Linked DNA regions of Mus musculus: region 2 is linked to region 1. A link is a contact called in public Hi-C data. All regions are on one chromosome and are shown on one strand. The core of a region is the stretch at or near the end of the contact, and the rest is flanking DNA. Distances in the headings are between cores, read along the strand shown. Region 1 overlaps Dnm3 (dynamin 3). Region 2 overlaps Dnm3 (dynamin 3).

Evidence for each region. Hi-C and Micro-C count contacts between places; a contact is called where the count stands out from the background.
Region 2: a contact with region 1 is called in a Hi-C map of uterus, with 3 times the contacts expected there. The contact joins two enhancer-like sites. A contact is called at or near these places in 5 of 39 promoter capture datasets (the SN4741 cell line, cranial neural crest, frontonasal cranial neural crest and 2 more), 8 of 484 Hi-C or Micro-C datasets (the 3T3-L1 cell line, the C2C12 cell line, the N1E-115 cell line and 4 more), 5 of 115 datasets of contacts at active chromatin or transcription factors (craniofacial prominence, embryonic fibroblasts, embryonic limb bud and 2 more) and 2 of 9 other capture datasets (adipose tissue and pancreatic islet).

Annotation. Positions count from the first base shown.
Region 1 is chr1:162,142,235-162,146,668 of GRCm38.p6, forward strand. All of the region lies in intron 14 of Dnm3 (dynamin 3), which reads right to left. Among named protein-coding and RNA genes, the nearest start is that of Dnm3os, 73 kb to the right of the region's middle. Within about 2 kb of position 2,162, at least 16 of the 459 cell types and tissues checked have an H3K27ac peak or open chromatin away from gene starts, as enhancers often do. A contact at or near this core is called in uterus, where this site is marked.
Region 2 is chr1:162,237,674-162,241,724 of GRCm38.p6, forward strand. The region is part of intron 13 of Dnm3 (dynamin 3); the gene reads right to left. Among named protein-coding and RNA genes, the nearest start is that of Mir214, 16 kb to the left of the region's middle. Within about 2 kb of position 1,713, at least 12 of the 459 cell types and tissues checked have an H3K27ac peak or open chromatin away from gene starts, as enhancers often do. A contact at or near this core is called in uterus, where this site is marked.

The DNA of each region.
Region 1 (4,434 bases), core at 912-3,411:
AAGTACTATTGAAGAAGGAGAAACCATGCTGCTGGCAGGCCTTCCTTCCTCCGTTGCTTCCAGGACTCATTTTATCTAAGTCTGACCTCTTAGCAGCATTAGCATCCTTGGTCTCTACTATATTATTCTGTACCTCTGTCTTATTTTCTAACTATCCAAATGCTTCGCCTTAAGTGTGTGAATGTTCTCCCTTTAACGACATAAACTCATATGGGGAGGAGCAAAGCCTACTGTCACTGCTGTCATTGCCATCTGTCCTTCATTTCTCTAGCTTTGCTGCTGTGCCATTTGTGAGTTGGGAGAGAGAACGCTCCTTTATCATTGTTGTTGTCGATGTAGCGGATATCCAGCAAACACTTGCCAGTTGAATGCACAAATAGTCCCCTCAAGACTGGCTCAGTGCTTAGCCCAGAATAAGGACTCAGAAGTAATGACCGACTTATAAAACTCTCAAAGTACCAAAGGAAGAAAAAGAGGCTATAAAAATATTGAGAATACCAAAATGCTGGTTTCACATGCTGTTGAAAACCAGACTCTGGTGTTTATTGCCATTGAAGATGTTGCAATTATAGAGATGTACAAGTATGAAATGCATACTATAAACTTCTTGTCTTTTTATATGGATTTTAATTCCTTGTTTTAATCAGAACTACACTTTGAATGGTAAGGAACATCTGTCAACCAGGGAGTTGCTGAATGTATCTCTTTCGATTTATTCTCTGATGCTGAAAAAAACTAGCCATGAAGAACGAATGGAGTCTGCTAGGCCATGCCAGCATCTGGGCTATCAGGTTTGGGGCTATTGGGGCCATGCCTGTGCTTACTTGGACTCTAGAATGGAACTGAACATGGCCTATTTCCATTGGGAAGACAAAGAAAGCCAGTGACTTCTGTCACCTCCCACACCAGCTGGGGTGCTTTGCTCTTGGTTCAGAATCGGCCTAAGTATTTACTCGCTCCAAGAAGTCTGACAGGACATTCTGACACACTACCTTTAAGCTGGTGGAGCCTCACTTCCAGATTTCACTGTGGGGACCCTTTCCTGGAAATTCAAACTGGCCTCTGTAATTTTCCCCTTTATAGCTGTCCACAGAGTGATTTATCCTCTTAACATATTTTTTTCATTTAAACTAACCAGAAAAAGGACTAGTTAGCAAGAAAGTGTTCTGAAAATACACTAGCACTATCTAATAAATTTCTATATTCGTGCTTTAGCAAAACAGTCACATTAATCAGTACCCCCTTCCCAAGCAACAGCAACAACTTACATGCTGCACATGCTAACATATATGTGTACCATATGCTCACACAGTCTTTAATTTCCTAAACTTTCCACTCAGAGTCATTGCATGCTTATTGGATTTGAGATTTGAAATCCAGGGTATGAGCGAGAGGGATAGCACTTGCCCAGCTATGCAAGACAACCAAAGGCAACACTTATGAACGAGGAAGGGAGGAAGCGCCCAGCTGCTTGCACGTCGGAAGCACCAGGCTATCCATAGCAGCAGTGAACCTTGTAAGTTAACTTTCTAAAGCCAAGCTTAAGTACTAAGCTTAGTGCTTTGTTTTTGTTTTCAGTTACTCAGAAGGAAAGTAGTTTTTAGACATCATGGCTCCACATGCTGCAAGCCCTTTAAATAAGCGTGTTTCAAATGCTTGCTGGTTACATTTTTTTTTTCATTTCTTTCTGTGTTCTAAGGCAAGGCAATTTTCATATTTTTTTAACAAAGAGAAACTTTTAAGTTTGGAGCAATGATGGGCTTACTAGGAAGAGTACACAACATGATTCAGATTCCTGGCATTAAAACTCAAAGACAAATACTCTTCCATGTTGACTCTTGTGGCTGTATGCTAAATCATATGTGAATATAAAAGCAGCCACAAGAGCTGAAATTATGCTTACTCTGTAGCAGCTCGGAGCATGTTAACCATACAACACTCTTCATGCACAGGCCTTGGGGGTACTTGTATTAAATAAGTGTTATTTTGGCTGAGTGCACCATACATTTGTAAAAGCACAGCTTAATAAAAGTGCTCTGTTTACAAATCCAGCACATTTTCTTTTCTTTTACTTCTCTGAGAAAATGTGGGTCAGGAAGGCATAGTACAAATAAAACCTTCTGACGATTCCCAGAGCTCAGCAGATGAATGGCTTGAAATTTTCCTCCATCATTTGTCAGCAAGCTGCATACAAACATCAAAGCTTCCGTTCCCCTCTCCTCTATCATCTCTGCATAGAAACACTGAGAAGGGGCTGGGCAACACTAAGGAGAAAAGGGAGGGTTGGGTGGGGGGAGTCAACCAAACTAGCCAAGTATTTTTAAGTGCTTTGTGGCTACAACCGAACTGTTTTGTGTTTAACTGTCTGCTTTTTGGTCTGCCGATATTAACATCATTTGAAGAGATGTCTTCTGATAGGGAAAGGGAGAGTGCAGTGAGCCCCACATCCTTTGTCCCTGCCAAGGTAGTTAAGAGTCCTTCTCCCAGGGAGTCAGACTCATGAACAGGGGAAGAGGAGCCCCTGTAAGTGCCTTCTAGACATAGCCCTGGACATCAGAGGACATTTGGCTGGATTGTTCTAAGACGGCTGGCCCACTGTGCACTGATACTGGCTCAAGCATGTCTCCAAAAGAATAGGCTTTGAAAAGGGGGACAGGAACCAGGATGCTTCTCCTTTGTCAACCCTAATGGTGAGTGTTAGGCTACCTACTGCTTTGGAGGTGAGGGTAATGAAACACACAGACACACAGATATACAGACACAGACACACAGATATACACATACATACAGAGAGAGAGAGAGGCACACACACGCACACACACACACACACACACACACACACACACACACACACACACACATGCATGCTCACACTCCAAATAGAGCCTCAGGAGGCAAGGGGCATGAGTGGAAGAGCAAAGCTATATTCCTGGGGTGGGGTTGGGGGGAGCCACTACTCTCTGCTTCCCATGCCTGCTCAGGTGGGCTAATCCATCCTCACCTTCTGAGGCCCAAGTCCACAGGAAGGGGATCCCCATGAAGGATAGGACAAAGAAGAAAGGACCCATGGTTTGTAGTGACCCCAGCTGTGGGAATCCCTAAGTCACTTAGTTCACCAATCACTGTCTTATGTGTAACTCATGGTTCAGGAAGGGGACAAGGTCAATAAGACCATGGGGTAGGCTGCACACTTAGGGACTCCTGACATGTTAATTTCCCCCTTCCTTGGAGAAAACTAAAATCTCTTTAAAAAAAAATCAAATTGGCACTTAGAATTATAGTATCCTCCAATATATTTGCGACAGTATACATGTAGCCCATTGAACTAGGAGGTGGGGACAGAAAGGCAGCTCCAGGTTCAGATGTAAATACACATTGAACATGAACAGGGTCAAGCCAGACCTGTACATAGCAGCTAAATCATTGCTGCAATTCACCTAAAAGTGTGCCTCATGATTCCAGGAGGGTGTGGGAGAACTTCAGAACTATGGACTGAGGGTGTGGGAAACATAGGTGCAGGTATAATTGTCATTCCCCCTTGCTCCTAGAAGAGATCAAGAAAAGGACCTGGGGACAAGCTCTTAAAGGGCATAAAACATGCTAATTCCATAATTAGAGCACCGTTAACCTTTTCTGATAGAGATGCTCGCACACATAGAGGACAGTGCCCAGGAGTCTCAGTGCAGACTGGGAAGTGTGAGCTTTGTCTTCCTTATCAAGACTTACAGTTGGTCCTGCATTTCTGCCGCCCTCAAAGCTGTAGTGTATAGACGCCTGCTGTCTCCTTGTTCTGGGTTCTCCCCCCCCCCCCCCCCCGCTTCCTCAGAGGTTTCCTCTCACACTTTGTTTACTCTGAAGTACCACCTAGGTCTGATGCAGCCTGAGTGGGGACCGTGTTCTTTCTTCTGTGGATTCTCCAACAGTAGGAAGTGCTTCAGTGCATGTTGCTGTAGGATACCCCCTGGGCCTCGTGTCTTCCAGCTTTGCTTCACGTATGACTGTGTTTACGAGTCATGTATTAATATCTTCAAGATAATCAACCACCAATAACTAGTATTTCCTGATACTGTATATATGAATTTGAGTTCTTAGATCCTTCTATCTACAAAAGCATCAAGGATTTTAATGACGAGATAAGAAGTGAGACCTGTGGCTTGAGTCACCTTTAAGTTGTTCAATGCTAAGTAGCTGCCTAGTCTAAGGCTAGGCTTACAAAATTCTGATGTGCTTCTAACGCCTTAAGCAAAGAAAGACATTTAAGTCAGTGTTTCTTTAACTATGGTCCCTGATTCCCACCATCTGTAAATTCTTGTGACAATTTAGAGTAAATTTTATTTTGGTGTATAAAGCTTGTATAAAGTACCTCCTGGATTGTCGGGGGGCGGGGCTTCTTTATGACTCTGTGCTGCTGTTCAATGTCAGTCTATATGTTTG
Region 2 (4,051 bases), core at 463-2,962, 95 kb after region 1:
CAATAGGTTTTCCAATTTAGAGAGCCGCACATGAGGAGTGTAGCAGCTTTGGTTGCACACACCCCTTGTCACTGCTTGGGGAATTCACGGCCCTGTCCTCAGCACCGAACCCTGACAGCACTTCACAGAGGCTCACGAGGTTTGTCCTTTACAGAGAGGTGGAGACACATTGTCCACAAACAGATGACAATCGGTTTAATGTGGAAATTTGGAAAAATAATTCTTTCTTACATTGCTTTTCACTGAGAAACCGAGGGAAAAGTCAGGAATCAAGGTAAGATAGGCTGACACAGGGAAAGATCCTATTGAAATGGGCAGATCAACCAAGCATGGTGATTTAGCCATCATCCCAGCACTCCAGAGGCAGAAGACAGCCACAAGTTCGAAGTCAGCCTGGGCCAGGGGTGAAGGCGCTCCTGCTTCAGGCAATAAAACAAGCCAAGAAGAGGTCAGAGCACAGGGGGTGTGCATGCAAAGGGGAATTCATAAGAAAGAAACCAACAGGCACTGAGGGAGAAAGGAAGAAAACATAAACAGAATTTGAGTCGAAGGCAAAGGAAATAGGAAGCGCTACAGCATCCTTTGTATTCACATTTGAGACTGCAAGAGAAAAGAAGCAGTCAGCACAATAACCACTTAGTGTTTGAGCATCAAATCCTGCCAGGAGTAACCAAGTGAACAAGAGCAAGCAGCCCTTTCGGGACTACAGAGACCTTGGGAGTGGAGAGGGCATGTTTCATTTGTTTAGCTAGAGACGTCTTCGTCTTCGTCGTCTCCTTCTTCTTCTTCATCTCCTTCTTCTCCTCCTCCTCCTTCTCCTCCTTCTCCTTTTCTCCTGCTCCTTCTTCCCCTCCTCCTCCTCCTCCTCCTCCTCCTCCTCCTCCTCCTCCTCCTCCTCCTCCTCCTCCTTCTTCTTCTTCTTTTCCTCCTCCTCCTCCTCCTTCTTCTTTTCCTCCTCCTCCTCCTCCTCCTCCTTCTTCTTCTTGTTAAATTTACTACTACAAGTATCACTCAAGCTAATTTTGGCAAATGCAGAACGTTTGAAAGCACCCACAGGATCACCAGTCAGGAGACTGGACCAGCTTTACCCTTGCCCCTCATGGAAGCCTACCCTAAAAGAGTACTACTGGGATTCTTGCATGTAGTAAGAAGCAGGCATTGCCAGGGTTGGCAAACCCTGCATGTTAAAGGCCTACGTTCAGAGCTCAACATCTGGTCAGCACACTAGATGATAAAAGGAATTAAATTTGGGGGAGGAAAAAAAAGCACATGAGGAAAAGTTCCAGTGTGGTCGAGGCCTTAAATTTTATTTGTGAACAAATAAAATTTTGACCTTGGCCTTGCTTATGGAAGACCAACACAAGCCTTTTCTTTTTCTCTTTCCAGCTATGCAGCTGTCTTTTACTGCTGCAGCTTTTGGAAAGTGGTTGCAGAACAGAACACTGGCTATTTGATAGTTTGGCCTCTGTGGATTATTAAAGCTCCCAAAGAGCCTTTCTCCACAGATGACTACCTCATCATAAGGACAGCTCACATTCTGAAGGGCCTACCTGGCCAGACGCTGGGAGCTTACAGCATCCAGCCAAGCTGTGGGTCAAGCCAGTCACCCTGACGGTTTGGGAGAAGCTTCTGTTGCAAGGACAGGCATCCTCAGAACAGACAGCTTGCTCAGAATCTGCCTGGCAGAGATGCTTCCAGCAGATGTGCCCAAGGTCTGATAAGGGAAAAGTGTTTTTCCAATGTACAGGCATCTGGATGCAAGATGTGAAAGTGGATCCACCACAATTATACTGAATGATAGATATCTGAGAGTCATGGGTGCACAGAATACTCGTTAGGGTCGAGCCCTATTAAGGTTTGACTTAGGTAGGAGGGATTAGATCAGCATTCTTAATAGTAATTCATTCCACTATGATACGATGACATCACCAGAAGCCCAACTCTACTTAGTCTTGGAGCAGAACTAACAGAATCATGAGCCAAGTAACCTTTTTCTTGTGATAATTTACCGCTTTGAGCATTTTGTTATAGCAGTGGGAAGTTGAGTAACATAATGAGAAGCAGGGGGATATTTCAATGTCAAATGCCAAAGAAAAACAAGTTTGCTGTGGAGTTCCATTCAGTGTATGGCTGCCGAAGAGAAGTTACCTGGATGAGAGAGCCCCTGTGGCTGCCTGATGAATACGTATTGACAGACGTCATTAATTCGTTGTTCTACAAATACCTGGGCTTTGTAAACGCCTTTTGGAATATAATCTTTTGGCTTTAAGTAAGGAGATCTTTGAAGTAAGAAGTTTATAATTACATCCAGGACATGACTATTCGTTGTTTTATTACTGATGTGCAACTTCTTCTAACACATCTATGATGTCATATAACTATTGCAGAATCTCTGACAGGTCATGAAAAGAAACTGGTGGGATGTAATTTGAAAGAAAACATAGACTAGGAACCTACGTCAATAAATAAACATCCAACATTGAGCAAAGGCAGCCTCAGAGTGAATTTTGACCAGTGCGCTGTTTGAATGACTGCAGAGTCTTTTGTGCTCTGGTCATCTTAAGCCAATGCCCATGGAAGTCACACTAGCTTTGGAGGAGTGGTTTTCAAGACTAGTAAAATGCTGGTCTCTTCCTTCAAGGAAGATCCAAGCCACTGGTAACTCTCCAGCTCGATGGTTAAAGTCAATGAAACGGAAGACAGGAGCAGTGTGAGGAGAAAGAGGGAGGGTTAAGAGGTAGAAGAACTATTTCCTGACTTGCTCTTCCAGTAAGAAAAAAGTGACTATTCACACTGGCACACCCAGAAAGAGGCACAGGGAAGTATTGTCCACACCTTTCTTTTCCTTTCCTTTGCCCCTGTTTTCTGTAGAAAATACCATCATGAGAGACAAGTTCAATAGAGTAAAGTGTTCAAAGATATATCTCATTTAAATGTCAGCTGAGCAGAGGTTTCTGGACACCTATAGAAGGACCAGGCACTGTACAGGGTGCCTTGAAGCCAAGTTCAGACCTAGGAAAGTCTTAACAGTGACTGACTTACTATGAAAAACAAAAAGGAGAGAGGTTTTAATGTCTGATGGACTAACCTCACAATTGAGGCAAAGCATACATAAAAATGCTTAATAGCCCAATTAAGATGCAACATGAAATATTTAAGGAAATGTCCTTTAGTTCAAGACTGGAACATCTGTCACCACTCTGAAGGACTTGGCTACGCAACACTTGTGTGTTTGGGTGTCCCTTCGTGGCTTTAACTTTCTAGGAAGTCAGAATATAACTCTGACCCCATTTCTAGGAACCCAAGGACAGTGACAACAGCCAGCATTTACTTCGTGCCAGGAACTGAGCTAACAAATCCACACATACTCTGATACTTCCTTTATTCCACACAATGATCTTAGAAGAAAGGTAATATGCTCCTTATGCGGCAGAGGAAGAGACAGAGTTCTGGTTCCTTCCTGATGGCCATGCCCATGCTACTAACCAACTACTAACCAGCTACTAACCAGCAGACCTCCCTTGCAGGGCCTGTACGATGTGTGCCATTTTGTTCTACTTGGAAAGATATATTTTTAACATGTCACTGAAATATACTCTCCCAGCTAGTTCAGCCTCGGAGCCACAGCATAGATGAAGATGTTGGCTACAGTATGGATTTTTAACAACAGTAGCAACAAACAGTCATCAAAAGCACACGGAGCTGTCAGGGAAAGCATCTATTTCCATCATTGCTACCTGGGTGGCACTGGGTTTCCTTGACCTGTGTTTACCTTGTATATAACCTGGAATAATAATACCTACAGCATACAGCTGTTGTGAGACTCATGTGAGTCAGTGTGTGATAAGGAGTTAGATAACCACCTACTAACAATATACGCTGTATGTATGAAGTTGCTTCCGTTGCCTTCGTTAATGGAAAGAATAGAAAGAAGCAATTGTATTGTAATTATAAACTGGTGATCAGATATAAAATTGTTTTTCTTTGTTCTTCAGTTTCCCTACGTCTCCCCATCTACTTTCCAATAATATGAATAATATTAAAATCTAAG